2 separate regions of the Mus musculus genome follow, and region 2 is linked to region 1. A link is a contact called in public promoter capture Hi-C data. All regions are on one chromosome and are shown on one strand. Each heading gives the region's core, a stretch centred on a gene start, on an enhancer-like site or on the middle of the called end of the contact. The rest is flanking DNA. Distances are from core to core; before and after follow the strand shown.

What was found. Promoter capture Hi-C pulls out the DNA fragments that hold promoters and counts their contacts.
Region 2: a contact with region 1 is called in a promoter capture Hi-C map of hippocampal neurons, with 2.0 times the contacts expected there. The contact joins the enhancer-like site here to the promoter of Acbd4 in region 1. A contact is called at or near these places in 2 of 39 promoter capture datasets (hippocampal neurons and pre-B cells), 1 of 15 datasets of contacts at CTCF or cohesin (embryonic stem cells) and 1 of 484 Hi-C or Micro-C datasets (embryonic stem cells).

Annotation. Positions count from the first base shown.
Region 1 is chr11:103,098,031-103,103,797 of GRCm38.p6, forward strand. It overlaps Acbd4 (acyl-Coenzyme A binding domain containing 4), which reads left to right and starts at 3,658. Exons shown (of 11, transcript NM_025988.2): 1 at 3,658-3,758; 2 at 4,652-5,066; 3 at 5,496-5,614. The coding sequence starts at 5,533. Plcd3 (phospholipase C, delta 3) reads right to left here and starts at 3,628. Exons shown (of 15, transcript NM_152813.3): 1 at 3,350-3,628. The coding sequence starts at 3,500.
Region 2 is chr11:103,663,505-103,669,271 of GRCm38.p6, forward strand. No RefSeq gene overlaps it. Among named protein-coding and RNA genes, the nearest start is that of Rprml, 17 kb to the left of the region's middle. Within about 2 kb of position 2,922, at least 53 of the 459 cell types and tissues checked have an H3K27ac peak or open chromatin away from gene starts, as enhancers often do. A contact at or near this core is called in hippocampal neurons, where this site is marked.

The sequences.
Region 1 (5,767 bases), core at 2,408-4,907:
ACACTTTCTAGAGATAGATACATATGTACATCCAAAATTCTTTTTTGTCTACCTGACATTTAAATTTAGCATCCTAGAGGGGCGTGATGGTGCACGCCTTTAATCCCAGCACTCGGGAGGCAGAGGCAGGCAGATTTCTGAGTTCGAGGCCAGCCTGGTCTACAGAGTGAGTTCCAGGACAGCCAGGGATACACAGAGAAACCCTGTCTCGAAAAACCAAAAAATAAACAAACAAACAAATAAATAATAAATTTAGCATCCTATATCTCGTTGGCAGCCCAGGGAGACACCTCTGGGAAACAGCAGGTCCTTTCCTGATGAGAGTCTCCTTCATCCCTGCATTTAGAGCCTAGACTCGGGACCACAGCACCAGGATTCAAATCTCTCCATCACTTCTGGCTTTTTGGTTTCCTTTGCTTTGAGACAGGGCCTTGATGGATACATAGACCTTTCTGGCCTAGAACTCAATCTGTTCACTAGGCTGGCCTCTCCATCCCTCCAGGGCTGAGATTCCAGGCACGGGCCACCACAGCTGGCTTGCTTCCAGCCTTGAGCCCTCTCTGGGCCCCTTACCTCATGGTAAAATGACACTTGTGGTGCCATCTACCTCATGTGACTGTGAGCGCGGAATGGGATGATACACAGAGCACACGGCACGATGCTATGAAGGTGTTAGCACTCACTAACTGTGGCAACAAAGCGTGCCCTTGGAACCTTGATTGTGATGGCAGGCAGCCAGGGTCCCTTAATGGCTTTATCCTGTCACATTGTGTCTCTCTGTCACTGAGGAGGGCACATGCCCCAGGAATGGCTGAGAATAAGTAGGGTGAAGTCTAAGGTAAGCCCAGTGGGCAGGAGTGCTCAGAGTATTATGATTCCCTGAAGAGCTGGTCTGGCCCACCCCCAAACCCCCACCCCAAGCTGCAGATGGCTCCCACTCCTCTCCTCCCCTGTCCTTGGCCTGGTTCCCCCTACTGTGGCTCCACAGGCCTTTTCCTCCCTGGGGCTCCTCTGAGATACTCCCTGCTCCAGTTCCTTGACCTGAAATAAGATCTGTTTTCTCTTAGCCTGAGCGGGGTGGTGAGGGTCATCTCGGGAGGCGCAGCATCTGCAGCGGGGATGGAGGCTACGTGGGTGACAGGCCTAGGCCTCAGCCATTGTGGGCTCAGCACTGCTTGAGGAGGTGGCATTCCTTACAACACTCTGTGTGGTCACTCAGCAGTCACTCAGCCAGTGGCAGGGAGGGCACGATGACATGCTGGTAAGTCCATAGTTTCAGGATGAGCTCCACAGGGCTCCCGTGCAGCCTCGCTCAGCTGACACACACTCAGTTGGGCGCTCCCGTAATTATGTGTCCACAAGTCTCTTCTTATTACACTGTGTACCTCTAGGGCAAGCCTCAGTTGTCCTGCTTGGTGGCCTCGGCCCCTGGCCTAGTGCTGTGGCCACTGACGGGGGCTCAGCAAATGGCCCCAGGTGTGGGAAGCTTCCTTTCTGTCCCCAGCAGCATCCACGACCCCCAGGGGCCAACGGCTCAGGCTGCTTCTCCCGAGAGCCCTGTCCTGCCTCCGTGGCAGATCATCTTACACAGCCAACCCCACTAGTGCCACCTCTAGCCAGAGACGGCTGACTTCATATTAGACAGCCACCACCCTGTCTCCTCCTCGTGCCTGTGCGTCCTCCTCTTCTGTGCCTCTCTCACCTGAACCCCAACACCTCTTCACGAGCTACTCCCTGCCTCCTTTCAGCCCTATTTGACCACCCTATTATCCATCTGCTCCTCTAACTCAGCCAGTGGATTTTCTGGGACCCTTAGCACCACCCAAACTTCAGAGAAACTCTAAGGTGTCTGTCTACCTCTCTCCTCTTCACATGAGCTTCCATCCAGCTCTGGGGTTCAGTGGGGTCCTCTCTGCCTCCCCAGCATCACAGTCCGCTCCTCCCTCCCTGACTCTTTCCCTCAAGGTCCGTCTTCTGACAGCAGTACTGAGCTGTTTAGCTCTCTTTGGACAGGCCCGCGTGTGCTGTGTTTGTTGTTGTATGGTAGGTAAATATTGACTTCTTGAATGACTGGACCGGAGAAGGATGAAGAGCTGCCCCAGGCACAATGCTCATGGTGAGGACATCCAATACATTCTGGTGGAATGAGGAAGAGGAGGGCACAGCTGAGAGGGAAGCCGGGGAGGCTGGCATCTGGGACCCCTGAGTTCTGTCACCAGGTTGACAGTCCTGAGAAACCACTTCAGTTTCCTGCACTTCACAGTTTATAAAATGCTCCTTGTTCAAGCCCAGGGAGTCCCATTTTGCCGAGACTCTGAGCGTGTAGGTTGGGATGGCACACAGTCTGAGTGGCCCCGACTAGATTCTTTGATGTCTGAGTCAGTTTCCTCCTCTGTGAAATGGGGTGCAGGACACCTACCTCAGGAAGGTGAGCTTAGCACCACACCTGCAAACCACAGCGGTATTGAGCCGACTCGAGGGCTCCTTGAAGACTAGTGACTTCCCTCTCACCTCTGAAATAGGAAGCTGGACTGTTTCGCACCATTGCCCCGGGTCTTGCCAGGGCTTTGTTACTGCTGGCAGAGAAGACCTGAGGGTTACAGGGCTGGCTTGGGTGTCTAGAATCTCGCAGAGGCCATCTGTAAACAGCCCCTCAGGATCAAGAACAGCAGGTGCTGTAAGATGCCCACAGACCTCAAGTAGCACTTGGGAGATGAATGTACGTACCTCCGCGTGCGCGTGCCTCTGCCTCCCGAGTGCTGGGATTAAAGGCGCGCGCCACCACTGCCTGGCATTGTATTTTTTTTTTTTTTTTTGAAACAGAGTCTCATAGACCCCAGACTCATACACACACACACACACACACACACACACACTTTACTTTGTAGCAGAGAATGACCTTGAACTCCTGATCCTCCTACTGACACCTCGCCAGTGCTGGGAGATTAACAACAGTAAGTCGTTGTGATACTGGGGATCTAACCCAGAGCTAAGAGCTCTACCGATTGAGCTACATCCCCAACCTAACTCCAAGCTTTATCTCTCAGTCCATTCTCCTCACTCTCCAGCAACCCTATCCATGCCCCGAGTCCCAAATTCTCACCCCAGCACGGCCCCGCGAGCGCCTCCCGGTGAGAATGCACCGGGGGCATCCAAGCCTTCTAAAACAGCCTGGAAGTCTGATGACCCCAGGTGTGAACCCCAACTGGAACAGTGCTGGTGCTCCTGGTCAGATCCTCCCCAATTCCAAGCACCCTGGCAAACCAGGTGGCCCGTACACCCCGCTCCGTCCAGGTTGTCCCTAGAGACAGTGCGCGCCCACCCGGACCCATCCTTGTGTGTCACTGACCCATCTTCTTCAGTGCCCGTAGCCCAGGCCTTTTGGTGCTGCTGTCCGACGACGCGGGCGAGGGCGGGAACGCGAGGGGCGCTGCGACCTGGGCGGACACCCGGGATTCCTCCGGCGAGCGGCGACTCCTTTTCCAGCCACCGCACAGCATGGTCTCGAAGGGCCCAGGGCCAGGCCCGGGATCTGTGCGTGAGAACCGGGCAACGGGAACACAGCCCGCGGCGCGGTCCGGAGCTAAGAAACTTAGCGGCGCCCTAGGAGTCAGGAGGAGGAGACCTCGGGAGGAGGGAGAGAGGGAGGGACGAGGTGGAGGTGGGCGGAGCGAGGCCGAACTTAGGCGGTGCGAGGCGCCTGCGGGACCCCAGGCCTGGAGCTGCGCGCCCTGGTGTCTACGCGTTCGCCCCTACTAGTGAGTCGGTCTTTCCATTTCCTTAGAGGTCCCCGGATCTCCTTTCTACCATTGGCCAGAGTCCCTGTTGAAGGGAATTGAATTTCCCGGAGGGATAGGTTTGTCCTCCGGCGCAGACACATTTTTTCTGGGAACTCAGGACCCTAGTCCATCCACCTTAGCCGGGTCCCTTAGGGAGCCAGACAAGGGACAGATCTATAGGAGATCGTCCCGGGCCACAGGGTCCTAGTACGGAGGAAACCCATAGAATTCTGAAGCAGAGCTGCGCAGGAATGGGGACGAGAGGCTCGGGCAGTGACGTCATGAATTAATCTCCGGGCTCGGGGCCAATAGCCAGTCCTCAAAGGTGGATGCCTTGCGGCCAACCGATCTGAAGACTAAGATGAGACTAAGTTTAGAGTTCCAGAAGCTTGGTACCCCAGAGCGACACTCCATCCTTGGTCAAGGGATCTGCACAACACTCTGCCAAGGTGTTGATGACGTCAGCCAAGGAAAACCTCCTTGTACGGGTGCCGGTGTAGTGTTAGACGTACCCTTGTGAATGCGAAAGGGTGGAGTGTGCATGTGGCTTTCAAGCACGAGCTTTGGATAGGGGCAGCGAGCTGGTCGAATATTGTCACTTGGACGCGACCTACAGCCAGGCTTCCCACGCTAAAAGTAGCGAGTTTCGGGTCCTAGAATCTCCATCTACTTGTCCCGCTGTATTCTTTCCTCATTTATCCAAGTCCCGACAATTCTTCATACTAGCTTAAGTCCCCATCACCACTGCGATCTTAAATTTGCTTACTATTTGTCAAACCTTCGCCTCTGCTTGATCTCTTGATTCCTTCCAGGAGTGTTCCTTTTTTTTGTTGTTATTTTTCTGGTTCACTCTTACTTTTTCCAAAACTCAGCTCCAGTGTCCTTTCTGCGGAACGCCGGGCTCCAGGACTCTCCTCTATTGCCAGCGTAGACGTGTTCCAAGAGCTGAGTCGAGGTGCCTCGGACAGGCGGAGCCCGCATCAATCAACCCACTCCCGTGGGTTTCCACCAGGGGGCGCGAGGACTCTGCGACCATCAGTGTGTCCACCGGGAGGCGCTGCAGCCCGCCTCGGGCTGTCGCGCGGTGCGGAGTGCCACCCATAAATTAGCCCCGCCTGGCTGGGCGAGGCAGGATAGCATTATTTGCATAATCTTGAAAGAGCCTTCCTTACTGGTTAGGGTATAAAAGACCAATACGAAACGGTGCCTCTGGTTGGCTTTTCTCCTAGCTCTGTATCCCGCCCTATCCCTGCCCCTCTGGAACAAGAGGTCAATCGGAAGCCTCTGGTGAGTGATGAGAAGAGGACCCTGGTGTCCTGGCAGTGGGCGCCTAGGGGTGAGTGAGAGGCTGGGGCGCGGGGAGCCAGGGTTGAAGGCTGTTCGTCCCATCCTGACTCCTCCTCGTTCGCTGATTCGCCTGTTCAGGAATTGGAAATGGGTGTCTAGAGAGGTGCATCCGGGGACGTACGTGGCTCTGAGACCCTTGCCACCTGCCTCCCCTCCCACTCATGGCCAAGTTGGTGGTCCTCGCCACCCTGGCCTCATTGGCGCTGCCTTGAGGTAGGAGAAGGAGCCTTCTCAGCTCAACTTCTGGCCTCCTGGGATAGCGATCCGTTCTTAGGACTAAGTTTGCCCCTCTGGGAACCGGTCCGGTGGCTTACTTAGGATGCCACCGTGGACCATGAAGCCTGGTCACATTGACACTCACTCTTGCAGAGTCGCTTCAAAGTAGGGCTCCAGAGCTCGAAGCAGCATGGGTACCGAGAAGGAAGAGCCCGACTGTCAAAAACAGTTCCAGGCAGCAGTCAGCGTCATTCAGAACCTGCCTAAGAATGGTGAGCCTGTACAGATCAGCATTTTAGGGTTCACGATGGTTGGGCTCCGACCCCGAGATGAGATGAAACTGGGCCTGTACCCTGCAAATGTTGACAAACAAGTTCCTCCCTAGGCTGTGGTGGGGTCCCCTCTGCTTCCTGTCTTAGATGCTA
Region 2 (5,767 bases), core at 1,672-4,171, 560 kb after region 1:
CTTTGCTTGTTGCTCTTGGTGGTTCACTTACGCCTGATGGGCACTCTGACCCTCCTCAGACTGCTGCCTTCGTGTGGGCTATCCTTCCTTCCTACAGGGCTTTCCTCGGCTCTGTGAAAACTCCTCGCCTTCTGGAAGACTCACTGTATCGCTGCTGTTGAAAAGATTTCAGTCTTTTGAAAAAGGACAGGGGCCAGAAACAAAGTGGACCTTTCTTCCAGTGGCGTAGGAACTGTATAGGGCATTTCCATCCAACAGAAGCCATAGGCCACAAACACACAAGGGCCTCTTCTCATATGTCTACAGGGGTCTGACAAGCTTCCCAGTGAAGGGATCCATGGTCACACAACGATCAAAAACAAGAGACAGAGGAAAGTCCTATAAGCAGAATCCTGGGGGCTGGAAAGATGGCTCAGTAGGCAAAGGTCCCAGCTACCAAGGCTGATGGCCTGAGTTCAGTCTCTGGGACCCACATGTCTGTCTGTCTGTCTGTCTGTCTGTCCCTCCCTCCCTCCCTCCCTTCCTCCCTTCCTCTTTCCCTCGCCCTCTCTCTCTCTGAAAATGTAAAAAAAAAAAAAAAAAAAAAAAAAGTAATTTTTAAAGGGAATCCTGGCCATATGTAGGGAGGGAATTTTTGCACATATTGCTGCCTGTGAGGGGACAGGGCCTGAGTTTGAATAATCTGTTATTATCATTGGATCATGAATTCTGACTTACAAATAATCCTTATGGGCTGTTGACCATCTTCCTCTGAAGGAGAAAATGGTCCTTTATGCTAATCGCTCACTCTTTCTCTTTTCCTCCCCGCTGCAGACTTGTAGTTCAGACTCCATATTTTCTTATCTTGCCATTGAGACAGAGACAGATTGAGGGTCTATTCTGATACGAGTAGAAGCAGCGTCTGAACCCCAGTCTAATAGGGCCACCCTACACACCGGGGGCCCCCTAGTCTGAAGTCAAAGACACCCAAAATGCTCCAATCTAGAGGGGTCTCCACTCACTGGTGGGGTGGGACTTGGGGAGAAGACACACACAGTGCTCAATTGGTTCATGGAGGCACAGCTGGCTTGAGCTTTGAAAAGGAGTAAGCCATCCCTGGGGGTGTAGCTCAGTGGAAGAGCACCTGCCTAGGGTGGGTAGGTCCTGGGCCAGGTACAGCGACCCAGGAGAAAAATCAGAGCAAAGTAATCACTAAGACAGGATGGCGGGGTCAGGAATGATGGTGCAGGTTCCCTGGAGGTATGAATGCTGAAGGAAGGGTTCGGTAAAGATAAGGCTGGCTCATGCACTGTTTCGGAGATGTCCGTGGCCTGAGACCTACTCAGATAACTAACAAGTCTGTCCTTTAGTTGGCCTAGTCTGCATGTAAACGTCTTTTCAAACTCTCACCTGACTTTTATTATGAATCTGGCCACTCAAAGAACGATTTACGGCCTTTCATCCCTGCACTTAGCATTTTATTGTACAGATTTGAGTCTTACTGCACAGGATTTGGGTCTTGTGGAGGTTTCCATTCAAGCCTCTTTCACTGAGAGAGAGAGAGAGAGAGAGAAACCCAGTGCAGGCCGGCTGAGGCAGGGACAGGAAATGCCATCTCTCCACACTGGGACAGCCCAAGCTTCTAGCATGGCTGGATGTACGGGTGTTAGTGATGTCGTGCACACTCTCTCTCCTCACTCTGGCTCCAGCGCTGGCCTTGGCGAGCTTCACCGTCAGGCAGCCTCTTACCTGACTGCAATGAAACCACTCAGGCTGAGGTGTCAGGGACCTGAGAGGCATCCGTTAAGATTGGGGTGGAGGCCACGCCAATTGAGTCTGTTCCTAATCGTCTTCCCCAGCAACTTCTGTCCATGTCTTACTGCCCAGAACTAAGGGGCATGACAATTCCTACCTGCAAGCATCTCTGTTTCTGTTAGGTAAGTACCACAGGGGGAATTGATAGTTGTCAGAGAGCTGGCTGTGTCCACAGAAATACCAGAGGAAATCCTGTTTGGCTCTACCCAGTCATGTGGTCATCTTTAAATCAATATTTATGACCAGTCAATTGCTTGGCCAGATTCTTATCATTGGAGGAGGAGGCAGCGATTCTAGCTGGCCAGTGGGATGGGATTTCCATAAGAAAGAAAAGGGGATCAGGATTTGTGTGCCGGGCAGGTAAACAACATATGCTCACTAGAAGAATTTTTCAGCAGAGAAAGAAAACATACTAAAAAAAAAATAACTTCAGAAAAATAAATAGCTCCAGGGATCTCCCACCCCCCCTCCCTGGCACAATATACCATAAGGCAAGTCATGTTACAGGGACTAAATATAGGCACTGTGAGAAGACAGAGGGGGAAATTATTGAGACAGGAAGACTTCTGGTGGGAGGGGATTTGGAGCTGGGTTGTGAAGGAGCTTCTGTGTAGAGAGGGAGGGCAGAGAAGCAGAAACAATGTGCAGAGGCCAGGAATAGGGGTTACCTGAGGCTCAAGAGAGGGGTGGCGCCCCTGAACAGCTCCAGGCTGGGGCTGTGTCTCATCTCTGAAGGTATCAGAGCATTTCTTTTCCCATTGGGTATGTAACTGGCTTTGCAGAAGTCCCCATTAGCAGCACTCTTACAGCTGGGGACACTGAGCAGGGGACGGGGAAGATCTTAATGCTGAGAGCCAAAAGACTGGAGGAACCTGGCTGCAACGTGGAGGGCAGAGAACCCCTGGGAGCGAGTTCCTAATCCAATTAAGAAGCAATCATGTGGACGTTTTTCTAAGACTGGCCAGTTACCAGGCACCTCCCAGGAGACTCTCTCTGGAGGCTTGACAGTTCACTGCTAAACCTGGGCTCTGGAGCTGTGGGCTGCTGGTACGGCAGGCAGCTGGGCGAGGAGCCCAGGCTCAGACAGCTGGGGTGGGAATCTTTTAAGGATGAACAGGATGGGTAAGGAGCTTGTTGTTGTCATGGAAACCAACCCTGGGTAGCTGAGACATGGCCCAGTGGAGAGAATACCACCCACTACTAAGCTTCCCTGTGGGCGGCCAGCAGGCACCTCCAGAACCCACTGTTCTGGCCAGCTTAGACACTGTGTCCATCCCATCTCTGCCTGCCTCCTAGGGACACCGCAGTCTGGCTATGTGAGGAAGAACTTAGACCAGTTCCTGAGGGGTCTGGAGAGATGCTTTGAAACCAGAAAAAAAAAAATCTTTTTGGCATAGCCCCTACTTCCCTTACCTAGCTGTGTTGAGCAGAAATATGGCACAGGGCCAGTGTGTAGGAACTGTGGCTAGGACCAGGGTCCCAGGCCAAGGCTAGGATGGGATGTTCAAGGCAGTAGAATAAAGTGGCAGAAGCCGTGAATGCCAAATATGTAACCTTCTCTCTGCCTCCAGCTGTCACCCCTAGCGGGCTGGGTGGCCCCTGACACGTTGTCTTTCCCTGAGAAGTTTCCTTTCAACTACACTGATCCTGTTCTTAGACTTAGAACCGGATGCTTTCGGTCTCATCAAGCCTCAGGACTCAGCCCTGGAAAGTATCCGGCCCCTGCACAGGGTACCCTCAAAGCGTCAGGGTCCGGGCTCTTCTCGGGTCAGGTGCTGGGGCAGCCCCTTTCTGGAGTCTTCCCAAAGCTCGGGGGCGATCTGTGCTCACACAGGGAGGGTTCCTCAAGCTCACAGCTACCCCTCGTTGCCTGTGGAGACAGGCCTAATAGGCAGCCTGTTGCAATTCTGCTTCCGTTTTCAATAGGTGTTATTTTAATTGGGCCTTTCCCTGGGACAGACATGAAGGAAAAAGCAATTTGCAGCGCAGGCTTTTGGCTCTGGGACTGAGCCCACGCTCAGCAGTTCCACTCCCCGTGCCCCCTCTCCTCCTTTAGTTCCCTCTCCTGGCCTTGTTGCTCCCTTGCCCTCAGCATTTCCCCAAGTAGTGGCATCCTGCCCACCCTAGATAGAGCAGCAGAGAGCGTGGGCTATGGTCCGTGAGGAAGGAGACAATCCAAAAGCCCTGCCAGGGGGTCACCAATAGGAAAGAGATGTGTGGGGGTAGGTGGGTGGGTGCCAACTCCCGTGGACTCTCAGAGATACTGAAAAGGCAACAACTGCAAAAGAGGACCTCAAGTTCCCATAGTAAGAGAGTGAGGGGCTTGAGAGACAGCCCAGTGGTTTAGGGCACTTTCTGCTCAAAGAAGAAGGGTTCCCAGAAACTGCACGGAGTGGCCCATAACCATATATAACTCCAGCACCAGGAGATCTGACAGCTTTTTCAGGCTTCCAAAGACATCTGCATCTCTCTCTCTCTCTCTTTCTCCCTCCTCCTCCCCTTCCCCTCTCTCTCACCCCCTCACACAATCTTTTTTCAGTTTTTAAAAAGAAGTTATCTAGGGGCTAGAGAGAGATGATGGCTCAGTGGTTAAGAGCACTGACTGTGTACTGGCTAGTTTTGTGTGTCAACTTGACACAGGCTGGAGTTATCACAAAGAAAGGAGCTTCAGTTGAGGAAATGCCTCTATGAGATCCAACTGCAAGGCTTTTTCTCAATTAGTGATCAAGTGGGGAGGTCCCCTTGTGGGTGGTACCATCTCTGGGCTTATAGTCTTGGTTCTATAAGAGAGCAGGCTGAGCAATCCAGGGGAAGCAAGCCAGTAAAGAACATCCCTCCATGGCCTCTGCATCAGCTCCTGCTTCATGACCTGTTTGAGTTCCAGTCCTGACTTCCTTTGGTGATGAACAGCAATGTGGAAGTGTAAGCTGAATAAACCCTTTCCTCCCCAAGTGCTTCTTTGTCATGATGTTTGTGCAGGAATAGAAACCCTGACTAAGACAAATTGGTACCAGCATAGTGGGGTATTCCTGTGACAACCTGACCTTGTCTTGGGGAGGACTGTGGAAGGACTTTGGAACTTTGGGCTTGAAGATCCATTCGTTGTTAAGAGCTCTGTCAGATGTTGTGTAGGAGCTTGGAAGATAATGTTGAGAACAGTGCAGAAGATGGAGAGGTCTGGCTTGTGAAATTTCAGAGGGAAGATTAAAGACTCTTTTCAGGGCCATTGCTATTTTAATTGGGAAGATTCTCTGGTTCTGGTTAGCTGGGGCTGAGGAATCAGTTGTGATTAACAAGATACCAGAACTACTAAAGTGAAACTTTTGCATTACTGGGACTATTGATGCTGGTTAGCTGGAGCTAAGAAATTAGCGGTGATTAAGAAGAGACCAGCATCGTTGAGATGACATCTTCTGGGAAATGCTTTCTGAGAGCACAAAAAGGCTGTGTTCCAGAGATAGCCAAAGTTGTACCTCGTGCAGCAGCAGGACTTGGTAATGTGTAAGAGTCACCCAGGTGGTACTGGTTTTGAAGGCATGAAGGGGTCATGCAGAGCAGCTGAGGCTCGGCACTGTGATAGGCCATGGAAGGCCATTGGTGAAGGTGCAGCCTCAGTTGCAATTGATGGCCCAGGACAGAAGGGGTCATGCAAAGGAGTTGAGGCTTGGCACCATGAAGAGAGCCTATGAGAGGCTGTTGATGAAGCCTAGTTACAGTAGAAGACAGCAGTGTTTTGGAGATACCAGTACCATGAGATGACCACCAAAAACAGCAGCAGCAGTGGAGTACAGGCAGCTGGAGCCTAGAAGACAACGTGTGTGCTACAACGGGCAAGGCTAGAGAAGTGACCCAAGCCCTTGGAGGAGCCCAGAAGATCGTGAGTTGGACCCCAGACATTGGACAATTGGAGGTTGATTTTGCTTTTCATTGTGACCGTGCCCTGATGCTTTTCCCTCTTGAAGGAAGTATTTTA